Linked DNA regions of Zea mays: regions 1 and 3 are each linked to region 2. A link is a contact called in public Hi-C data. All regions are on one chromosome and are shown on one strand. Each heading gives the region's core, a stretch centred on a gene start, on an enhancer-like site or on the middle of the called end of the contact. The rest is flanking DNA. Distances are from core to core; before and after follow the strand shown. Region 1 holds the start of LOC100274448 (putative serine peptidase S28 family protein). Region 2 holds the start of LOC100273200 (Sterile alpha motif (SAM) domain-containing protein). Region 3 holds the start of LOC103629709 (PX domain-containing protein EREL1).

Region 1 (3,549 bases), core at 788-3,287, 340 kb before region 2:
CCTAGGGAACGGTCAGATCTTGAGTCCGCACTATCCGCGCACTATCCACGTGTACCGTTAGCGTGTGTATAAAGTCAGTTAGTGTTTCGGATTTTTTATAAGATTTATTAGCTAAACCTACGAGATTAACCTTTAAAACCGATATGTTGTATACGAAGTGATACGTCAGATTGAACCTCTACCATTGAGATCTCACCAAAAGTATCGTCGACCATCCGGCTCTATGCTGCGGGCCATTCGTGCCTTTGCAGAGAGCACCGTCAAGTGGTTCGTTGCAGTATTTGACTCCTAGATCGACGCCAACACATTTTTTTGGCGACTTCGCTGGGGATCAGGTTTCTAGATCTACTAAAAACGATGTGTTTGGTTTGGTTTGAGAAACCACTCCATTTTTCAAAATGAGATGGTGTATTACGAATCAATCTATCAAATTTGTTGCAATGGTCCCATTTCTAATGCTAGAACCGACTAACTAACTATTCAGAACGAGGTGGTGATGAATGAACTCATTTTATTCTATAATAAAACCAACAAACAAAAAGGTAAACAACGAGAAGATAATAAACTAGTTTATTTCTCGAACCAAACACCTTTTTATATCCATATGTCCTTTTACTCTAGTAGCAGCAATTTTGTGGCGCTAGATGGCCAGCACAAATCCATCTCCGTTGGCGATTGCTGGCACCTGTGTTTTCCCGTCGCGTGGCAGGCACCGAGCCCCACGAGTAAAACATCTGAATCACCTCCTGTTGCCAGCTGCAAGCGCCAGCAGCAGGCGGCCTCGGCAAACACGACAGCGGGCCGGGCGGGCCTCAATCGCGTGACGATTTGGCATCGTACGCCAGAATCTTTCAAAGGCTTGAGAACTGGGTTACTGTTTCCCGAACGCTCGGAGTTGGGCCCAGCCCAAACTGGAAACAATGTGCCGCGCTCCCTAACGTGGTTTGGCAGCAAACGTCATCAGGATAATTAAAGGTGCTACTATTGCTGTACTGCAGTTTTCAGTTAGGGGTGGTAATGGATCACGATTCAAATATTTCTTCACAATAAGTTATGACCCTTAATTAATTTTAGTTCAAAAATTAATAGGAATAGTGTCCGATCATAATCCGATTCGATCCTTGAAATGTATAGTGTAAAATCTAGAGCCCATTACCACCCCTAGTTGCAGTCAAGTTAACAATCTGTTCTATGGAAAAAAAATGAAGGTGACAAGCTAGAAGGGGAAAAAGCCAATCCAGTTATTTCACTTGTGACGCACGCATGCATCATCAGGTTGACAGGTTGAGAAACTGTAGAACTTTTTAAACACTCTTGTACTGTAATAACTTGCAGCTCCGCTGGTGATTCAGCAGCAACCGGAGCCCCCTTTCACCCCTTCAGACGGTGGATGCAGCTGCAGCTGCTGGTGCGTCAACTGTCAGTGGCCAGAACTGTGCCACAACGTGGTGGCCGGCTGCAGGCCAGCAGCAGAGCCAGGCACAGGGAGTCGAGGACGGAGCTGCTGCTGCTGCTGCTCTGACGAGCGTGCGTATCCGACAACAGCAGGCAGCGGTGTGAGCGCTAGCCGGCCTGTCTGTCTGGATGTCTTGTATGTCTTCACATGAAACGGGGATTGATTATTCAAATGTATACGGAGAGGACCATGTCAGAAACATATTGCGGGTTTTGGATTTCGGTCGGAGTATCATCTTTGAGCTGAGCAGTTCGTGCGTCGCTGTTCTAAGCCTTTGTGCCCTTTTGCTGTTATAGATGAGAGGTCGGGATCATTGGCAGCGGTGGTGTGGGCCAATCCTCTGCCCATGGCTCCGCGGACGCCGCGCCATGCTGGAGCACTTTGGTTCTGTGGTAGTGCTACACCCTAAACCCTTTTAGAAAAAGCAAGGCGCAAAGCATACCTACATACATACGCATGGAATCATTTCGATTTGAAGGCGGCGGTTGACAGCCGTTTTCGTGCATAAGACCGTCCGTCCGCAAACAAAGCTAGTTGCCACACCAAAGACCAAACTTGGCTCGTGTCGTGTCTCAGTGTCTGCCACCGAGACAAAAATCGTCGTCAGAAATTTAACGACGCATATTCGTCTGACTGACCCGCCCGTGCGCCTTCCTCCCGCCTCCCCTTCCACCACCAAGAGTGACGACAGAGAGACAGACAGAGAGAATGGCGGCGCCAGATGCCCGGCCCTCGTCAGCCGGTCCACCGCCGGCCCGCTCCCTCCTCCTGCCTCTCCTGCTCGTGCTCCTCCTCGCGGCCTACTCGCTCCCAGCCGACTCAGCAGCGCGCCCGTCCTCCAACTCCAACCCACGGCCTGCCTTCACGCCGCCGCTGCTGAAGCGCCACCAGCTGCGGCGCCCGAGCAGCAGCAGCGCCGAGCTCGTCGCCGGGCCCGCCAACGCGTCGACCAAGCCCTTCACGGCGCACTACTTCCCGCAGCTGCTCGACCACTTCGCCTTCACGCCCAACGCGTCCACGGTCTTCCGCCACAAGTACCTCCTCAACGACACCTTCTGGCGCCGGCCCGGCGCCGGCGCCGGCGACGACGGCCCCGGCCCGCTGTTCGTGTACACGGGCAACGAGGGCGACATCGAGTGGTTCGCCACCAACACCGGGTTCATGTTCGACATCGCGCCCACGTTCGGCGCCCTCCTCGTCTTCATCGAGGTACGTATATATATACCAGTAAGTAAGTAATCGTGGTTGCTTGCTTACTCCGGATGAGCTGGAGCGGCCGGCTCCTCCACTCCACGGGAGCCGGAGGAGAAGAATCCTATATATACCTCCTACCAGAAGAGACCGTAGCATAGAAACTCGCGTAATCTTAGATGAATTAGCCACCATGGGCATGCAATTTTCTTCGCGAGCGTTTTGAGCTGCCGGTCCAATGATGTCTGAAACTCTGAATGCTATCAAGATACTAACACAAGTCAAACCAACGGGGGAAAAAAAAATCTTCTGCTCCACATCTACCCAAGACTAACGTTTCGCTGTCGGTATCACTGACCGACATGTTCTTTGCTGACGCTGACGTTGCTTTGTCGCAAACTCGCATCGCATATACAAGGAGCTAGCTGGAAGAAGAGGAGAGGAAAGAAAGAAACGTCGCAGAAAAAGAAAGGGTGAAAAATCACAGCTAGCTGCATCACTCGACCACTAGTTTCCCAGCTTGTCTGAAACCTACCGCGCGCGCGCTTGCCTCTGGCTCTGCCACCACTGACGAAACCGTTTCTTTCTTCCATTGCCTGTCTGCCACCGACGAACAGCACCGGTTCTACGGGGAGTCGAAGCCGTTCGGGAACGACTCGTACAGGTCGGCCGAGACGCTGGGCTACCTCACGTCCACGCAGGCGCTGGCCGACTTCGCCGTCGTCATCAGGGGCCTGAAGCGGGACCTCGGCGCCGAGGCCGCTCCCGTCGTCGTCTTCGGCGGCTCCTACGGCGGAAGTAAGTCGTCGGCCGTCGAGCATGTGCTGCTTGTACAGTTGTACGACTACAAGGGGAACATGACAAGCAGCAGGTTGTGTGCTCCACTGATGATGCTTCATGCT
Region 2 (3,457 bases), core at 447-2,946:
CCCCGGCCCTGGCCGACGTCGCGAGCTGCGTGACCGTGCGGCGCGCGTTCCGGACGGTGGGCCAGCGCGGCTGCCCCCCGCTGCGGCGGGACAGCCGCCGGGTGTACCAGGCGCTGCTCGCGGCGTCGGCGGCCGGGATGCTCGCCGCGGCCGCGTGGCTCGTGCACTCCCGGGAGCGGCGGCGGCGGCGGGACAGCGAGCGGTTCAAGGTGTCGCCGTACAGGCTCCCCATCGAGGACAAGGTGCTGCTCAACAGCCCCAGACGGCCGTACAGGCGAGTGTAGCTGTAGTGTAAACACAAGCTTGGTCATCGACCAGACGCTGACGGATCGGATCGGACCTCTCGAGCACAGTGACGACGACGGTCCAGTGCAGGTCCGGTAGGGGAGAAAATGGATTCCGAGCAGTTTTGGCAGTACAATTCTGTAAAGTATATAAATGTGTCCTTGTACTGTGGTAACTGTACATGAGTGGCTACGCGAATAAGGTACCTTCTTGGATTGGATCAAACCACACCAGTGTGCCTGTTTGATAAGATCTGGTTTGATTGTTTGTCAAAACAAAACCATGCATGGCTACAACTAAACCAACCCTTCTTGGCGTGAAAGTTGGCATGGCTAAACAAACTCAAAAGGCAGAGTTTTTTTACGGCTCGTTCATTTGTCTCGGATTGGTGGGTCAGAACGATTCATAACCGGATTGTTTATCTAATTTATATAAATTTTGATTAGCTGGAACGATTCCGGGTGCAATCCGACACAAACGAATAAGGCCTTATACAGAACGATGCAAACAATGCCAAGAAGATAGAGTCATTTATAGCCGTCGCATTTGTTTGAGGCATGCAGCTCCAGCCAGTCTAGCTATAGATTCCAACTGCGACTCAGTCCAAATTTCGCCCATGCCTAATCTTTTACGTATCGATCTCGTGACTTTCTCTGCTACTACTACTAGTACAATCCTAGGTCGCTCCCGAATTTTCTACCAAAACGAAGCAGTAACACGCACTGTAACAGACATGTAGGGCCCGTGGGCCACCACCCACGTCGTCGCCCGTCCGTCCCTTCCGTGTCCGTCGTCCTTCTCCTTCCCGGCTCGTGCCACCCTCCCTCAGACATCTCAAATGAAGTCTCAAGTGGATAGAGAATTACATATCACACATGCGCCTTCCGCACAATGCAGCAGAGTGTGCCGGCCACAAAGTGCCCGCCCGGCAACTTTTAACAGCCCTCACACGCTAGTAAATTTTTTAGCCCTTATTTAAATGCACTAGAGCTAATAATTATCTCTAACTTTTTAGCCGATTCAAACCGGGCCGCCTTAGTTTATTCATGCTGTAAAGGAGAGCCAGCATCCATTAGCTGCAGCAGCTCCACGCACTTTGCAGGGGCATGCATGTGACCAATCGAGAGGCCGTGCCCGTGCCCGTGCCCACAAGATTTGGTGGTGCATGGTGGCAGGATGGAGATGGTGGACCGCGAACTGCGTCATCAGATCGATCAGCCTGCTGACAGCCTTTGGAGCTTCGTCATCTGTTGGTTACTTGTACCCGTGCACCGAAGCCAAGCTTGCTTGTATGTAATGTACATACCGCGTTGGCGCCACAGCGCTACGTCCACGAATTTAACTCGCTGAATCCGCGTGAGGTGGCAGGCAGCCTTGTCATGTGCCAAGGCAAGGCAAAGCATGTGAGCTTGGCCGTGCAACGCCTCTGCAGCCGCGAGCTTCTAGCCCTGTGCTGTGCTGTGCATGCCTTCCTATAAATCCTAGCGCGCGAGTAGTTGCGGCGAGCCGGGCAGTGAGGGGGCCTGCAGTGAGTGCGGGCGCTGGGTCCTGTACTCCTGTCCTGTCCTGTCCTGTCCTGTGTGCTCACTGGCCGCTCAGCCGCGCGGGAAGTGTAGGTTGGTGGACAGGGAAGCTGAGGGCAGGCTGCCTGCAACGCCAATACGCCATGGACGACGACTGGTGCGCGTGGCTGGCGCGGACGGGGCTGGCGCCGGCGCTGGCGCACGAGTACGGGCGCCTCTTCAGCCGGAACGAGCTGGAGCCCGGGGACGCGGCGCACTTCGACCACGACCTGCTCAAGAGCATGGGCATCGCCGTCGCCAAGCACCGCCTCGAGATCCTCAAGCTGGCCAAGGAGCAGGCCGCCGCGTCGTCGGGCTCGCGGCTCGCGCGCAGGGCCACCAGGTGCCTGTCGCGGTGCGTGCGCCGGCTGGCCGGAGGCGGCGCAAGGCGGGGCGCGCCGTCGTCGGTCGCCGCCGTCGTCCCGAGGATCTGCAGCGGCGACGACGCCGTCCAAGTCGGCGCCGTGCAGCGGAAGAGCACCGGTAGCGCCGCCAAGAAGATGGTGCTCATGATCACCGACGGCGCCGCTGCCGTCGCCGGAGCGGGCGGCCTCAGCGGCGGCGGCGGCGCGAGGCTGTCGTCGGCGAAGGCGAGCCTGATGTTCCACGACGAGGAGTGCGGAACGGAGGAGGAGGAGGAGGGCGGCGCGGGCACCGGCAATGACGACATCAAGTGGGACTCCATGTTTCAGGACCTCAAACCCACGTGAAGATAAAGTTGCTTTGCTTGTCTCCTCTCCGATCTCCGGCAGCTCGGGTTCGGTGCTGCTGCGTCAGTCGTTGTCATAGCTTTGCTTTTGTGGAATTGTGGTGGAGAGGATTTTAGTAAACTCTCAACCGTGGTGTTCGTCGTTTTCAGTTCCCTGAGAAGAGAAGGAAGAATGCGTGTTTCGTAATGTTGAGCAAATAATGTCGAAAATGTGTAATTTCCCCCGTCGGTTTTGCAGTATCTAAGCTTCAGCACGAATCAGAGACCAGCCGGGTTTTCCTAGTGGGGTGATTTGGTTTGGTGGAAAAATGGTGAGGACGGTGAGGATGCTCGTGGGTCGCAGACTGCAGGTTGAGTCTGTTTAGAACCCTGTAACCTGTATGCCTGACCATTGCCATCGCAAGACCATTTTTTACTCTCCAGACCAGATTATACAAATCGTAATTACAACGTTATCTTTCTATATGGTAGTATATAGCGATTATTTTCGTCATCATCACACGAAAAAAGCTCGTAACGTAGCAATAGTGTTGTAGTCGTTTTTATGCCGCAGTTTCAGCAAAAAAAAAACGTCGAAAACCAAGAGATTGCAAACAAACATGCTATCACCTATGGGAACCCATAGCCAGGTATTTGAAAATCTTAGCTTACATGTCATGCTATAGCATATTAGCATACATTGAGACTTTCACCTTTACTGAATACATGACTTTGGTGAGATGCATAAATGGAACCAAGCTGTTTTAAGCTGATTGCGGCAAAACAATGGGTGAAGCAGCTCAAAATTGGGATGCAGCAAACGAAACTAGGATCGACTAGCCAGATAAAAATCCCCTGCACTTAGGAAAACGTGCTTTCCTAGCAGTAAACTGACCGGTGGATAACCTTCGATGCAGTCAAC
Region 3 (3,348 bases), core at 46-2,545, 430 kb after region 2:
ATATTCACCCCACAGACAGGATCTAAGTTGGAATTTACAATACAGATAATTAGTACTAAAGTTTAGCTATACTAAAGTTTAGCTAAAAGTGTAGTGTGAAACTTCAACACCATGATCCAAATAGATCCTAATTAATTGTTTATTTTGATGAGGATCGTTAATCTCTTATTAGAGGCATGTTTGCAAGCACACCAGTTTTTTAATAACCACTTTATATCCCTAGTTTATAGGTACCGGTTTACGAAAATAGTTGGGTGGAGGTGTTTAAAACCCAGTTTCTAAAAAGCCAGTTTCTAGTTTTTTTTATAACTACTAGCATACTCTTTCTCTATTTCAAAAAACGGTGACAATAGATGTAGATTCTATGAGTAATTAAACACACCAAAGCTAGGTTTATCTATGGGAGAGTAGCTTTTTGGTTTTTAAGAAATTAGAAATTTTGTTTCTATAAACTGGGACATAAACCCATATATTTCAAACTACTATAGTTTCTATAAATCGAGCAATGACTACTATGCAAACAGACATTAGGTGCAAGCCTGCAAGCAAGTCTCTTGATCCGTTAAATTTAGACCCAACCTTATATCATATTTTGCACTTAAAACCTTCCACCATATTCTCTTGTATCTTTATAAAAAACCTAATAAATCACGGTTGCATTTACGGTTGAATCTAAATCTAACCGACCATAAGGCATGTATGTTTGTACCTAGTGTATATTTGTATAGTAGTTGTCCTATAAATCAGTTTCTCAAAAACTGGGTGCTTTCAAACACGCTCTAGGTTGCACGACATAAGGCCCTGTTTAGGACAACTCTAGCCCCAAAATTTTGGTAGAGTTGGAGGAGCAAATCATTAGGTGCTACATAAAATTGTGGAGCTAGAGCTGTAAGACTTTAGAAGACATTTAAACATGTCATTTTGTTTATTATTTAAATTAAAAATATTTTTAAAACTATTTAAATTGGTATTATAAACTACATCTCCAAACTAGAGCTTTAACCTAGAGCCATCCCAGACACACACTAAGGGGTATTTGGAATCAAAGTATTTTTGGAGTTTTAAGACAAAACCATGATATTTAAGAATACCATTTTTTTCAAGAGGTGTTTGGTTACACTGTAAAAAAACTCTGTTTTAAATATCGTAGTTTTATGGATACTATGATATGTTTTGAGTATTTGAAACTTCACTCTAATCTAAAGTTTTTGTCTATGATTAATTTTGCATATGTATACTAAATATCATTGTTCAGATACTTTGTCTTTAAACACACATTGCTAAAAGTGTTGTAAAAAATACGGTTATGTAATGACATTTTAAAAAACATAGTGTTCAAAAACATGCAACTCGTGAGCCGACAGATCCGCATCGCTCCAAGCTACCGCTCCCGCCCAGCTCGCACCACGGCGATGGAACCAACCGTGGAAGGGACGGCCAAGGGCGGACGCTGCCCTGGCTGGCGTTGACAGTTAGATGCGACCGCGGGAGCGTCCGTCCAACCGCCACCGCGTCTGCCTCAGCTCCGCGCCTCCGCCTAGCCTCCTCTAATCTCCAGCCCAGTAGTGGCAGACTAGAATCGTGGGCGCGACGCCTCGGCTGATTCGTCCGCCCCGATCCCACCACCACCGTACTCCGCGGGCGACGTCGGCCGCTAGCGATGGCGACGTCGTCGTCGGCGGGGGCGCGCAAGAAGGCCCCCAGCCCCCCGAAGCACCGCCACGATGGCACCTCGCCGCTGCCGCTCGGCATGGACTGGAGCCCTCCCCCGAAGAGATGGGTAAGCGCCCGCGACCCCCTCCCCCATCTCTCCTACCGAACCTCGTTGAGCTGCGCCGTCCGGCTCATCTCAATCTGTGTGCCGCTTTGATCACGGATGCAGACACGGGTCTCGCCAGGTGAGTTACTGCCTACTTCAAGGGCTAGATTTGGTGCTGGTTCGGTCCGCTCCGGGGATGTAGATGTGGTTTACTGGGTTGTCGATTATGGGCAAGCGTTTTCCACATGAATTTTGCTGCAGCTAGCGTGCTAGTATATTGGTGCAACCTGTGTCCAGGTATCAATGTGCGGGCTGGGATCTGCAGTAAAATTCACCAAAAGGCGACCCGTTGTTGGTGTTGATGATTAAGTAACTTAGAGCTTTCCTTAAATTAGGGTTTTGGATTTCTCGTGTTTCACTGGCAAACAGTAGAATATGCCCTTCACAAATTAGTTTACTTGGCGTGGGATTGAATGAGTCAATTTCATTTTTGCCCCTTTGTTCAGTTTACTAGGGTTTTGGATTATGTTTCTCTTGAAAGGAGTTGATTATATATTCCATGGTGTACTTTTGCTGAGTGGGATTGCGAAAATCAGATGTACCCAAGTTTCGAAAGATTTGGAGGAGTTTTATACGGAGTTGTATTTTGAAATATAGGACTAACGCCAAAAAACTGCTCCAACAGGGGTTCTATTTCACAAAAAAACATCAAATAATTATTGGACTCGGCCTCTCAGGTCCTAAATATAGGACACCATATGCTGGAGCCTTATCCTCGTTTTTGTATGTTATTACTAGCCTTTTATTTCCTAAATAACATGATCTATTTCCTAACAACATTGGCATATGACTCAACTGTTGGAGCTGTAAATGTTTTTGTGGCCCTAAACACTTCAAATCGATCCTATTTTAATTTTTAGGTGTCAAATATAGGACTTCTGGTTGGAGATGCTCCTAGTCAGTAGCTGTCTTCTCTTCTGTGGAGTCTTGAGTGTAACTTTGCTTACCTGGAATATAGCTGGCAAGTTGTAATTCATCTGGCTGATTGATTGATCCTTTCCATGTTATCATTTAAATTTCTTCCTATGTTGTTCCAATGATCACTACTGGCTGAAATAATTATGCATGCTTGATGGACAAAATTTGCTAACGCCATGCATATGTGGCAGAATTTCCATGAAAAGCTGTCCATGCTCTAGCAGGTTTCCATTAGTTAAGAAACATTCTATCTACTCACTATATTATTTGTTTCAACACACCTCTGAAACTATCTTTTGGTCAACGCATCTCATGGGCTCATTGCCTATTGACTGCATACAGGAGGGAAGGAACACCATATGGCCACATAATCCTCAAACAGGTTGGAGTTACTGTGTGATGATACCTTCTTGGATCACTCAAACACCTGAAACTGGTGTGACCGCTGATAGCTTTTTGAAATCTGTCGTTGTAAGTATTGTTTATCTTGTATGCTTTTTTATTTCTCCCATCTTTTTCTATCCATGCCACAGATGACTCGAATACATCATTTTAGTTGCATTTCATATGCAAATTGGAAAATGCAGTGTTTCAGGTATTCTTCTTGTTAT

Evidence for each region. A called contact is a pair of places that touch in the nucleus more often than the background predicts.
Region 1: a Hi-C map of bundle sheath shows a contact between it and region 2, with 1.9 times the contacts expected there. The contact joins the promoter of LOC100274448 here to the promoter of LOC100273200 in region 2. A contact is called at or near these places in 3 of 25 Hi-C or Micro-C datasets (bundle sheath, leaf and leaf mesophyll).
Region 3: a Hi-C map of tassel shows a contact between it and region 2, with 3 times the contacts expected there. The contact joins the promoter of LOC103629709 here to the promoter of LOC100273200 in region 2. A contact is called at or near these places in 2 of 25 Hi-C or Micro-C datasets (endosperm and tassel).

Annotation. Positions count from the first base shown.
Region 1 is chr6:106,227,815-106,231,363 of Zm-B73-REFERENCE-NAM-5.0, forward strand. LOC100274448 (putative serine peptidase S28 family protein) reads left to right here and starts at 2,038. Exons shown (of 10, transcript NM_001148807.1): 1 at 2,038-2,665; 2 at 3,265-3,445. The coding sequence starts at 2,165.
Region 2 is chr6:106,566,679-106,570,135 of Zm-B73-REFERENCE-NAM-5.0, forward strand. LOC100273200 (Sterile alpha motif (SAM) domain-containing protein) reads left to right here and starts at 1,697. Exons shown (of 1, transcript XM_008650816.4): 1 at 1,697-2,814. The coding sequence starts at 1,952. The coding sequence ends at 2,557. It overlaps LOC103629704, which reads left to right. Exons shown (of 9, transcript XM_023300363.1): 9 at 1-535. The coding sequence ends at 284. LOC100384866 (isoleucine--tRNA ligase, cytoplasmic) reads right to left here. Exons shown (of 27, transcript XM_008649996.4): 27 at 3,129-3,457. The coding sequence ends at 3,362.
Region 3 is chr6:106,993,428-106,996,775 of Zm-B73-REFERENCE-NAM-5.0, forward strand. LOC103629709 (PX domain-containing protein EREL1) reads left to right here and starts at 1,296. Exons shown (of 10, transcript XM_008650820.3): 1 at 1,296-1,780; 2 at 3,080-3,208. The coding sequence starts at 1,661.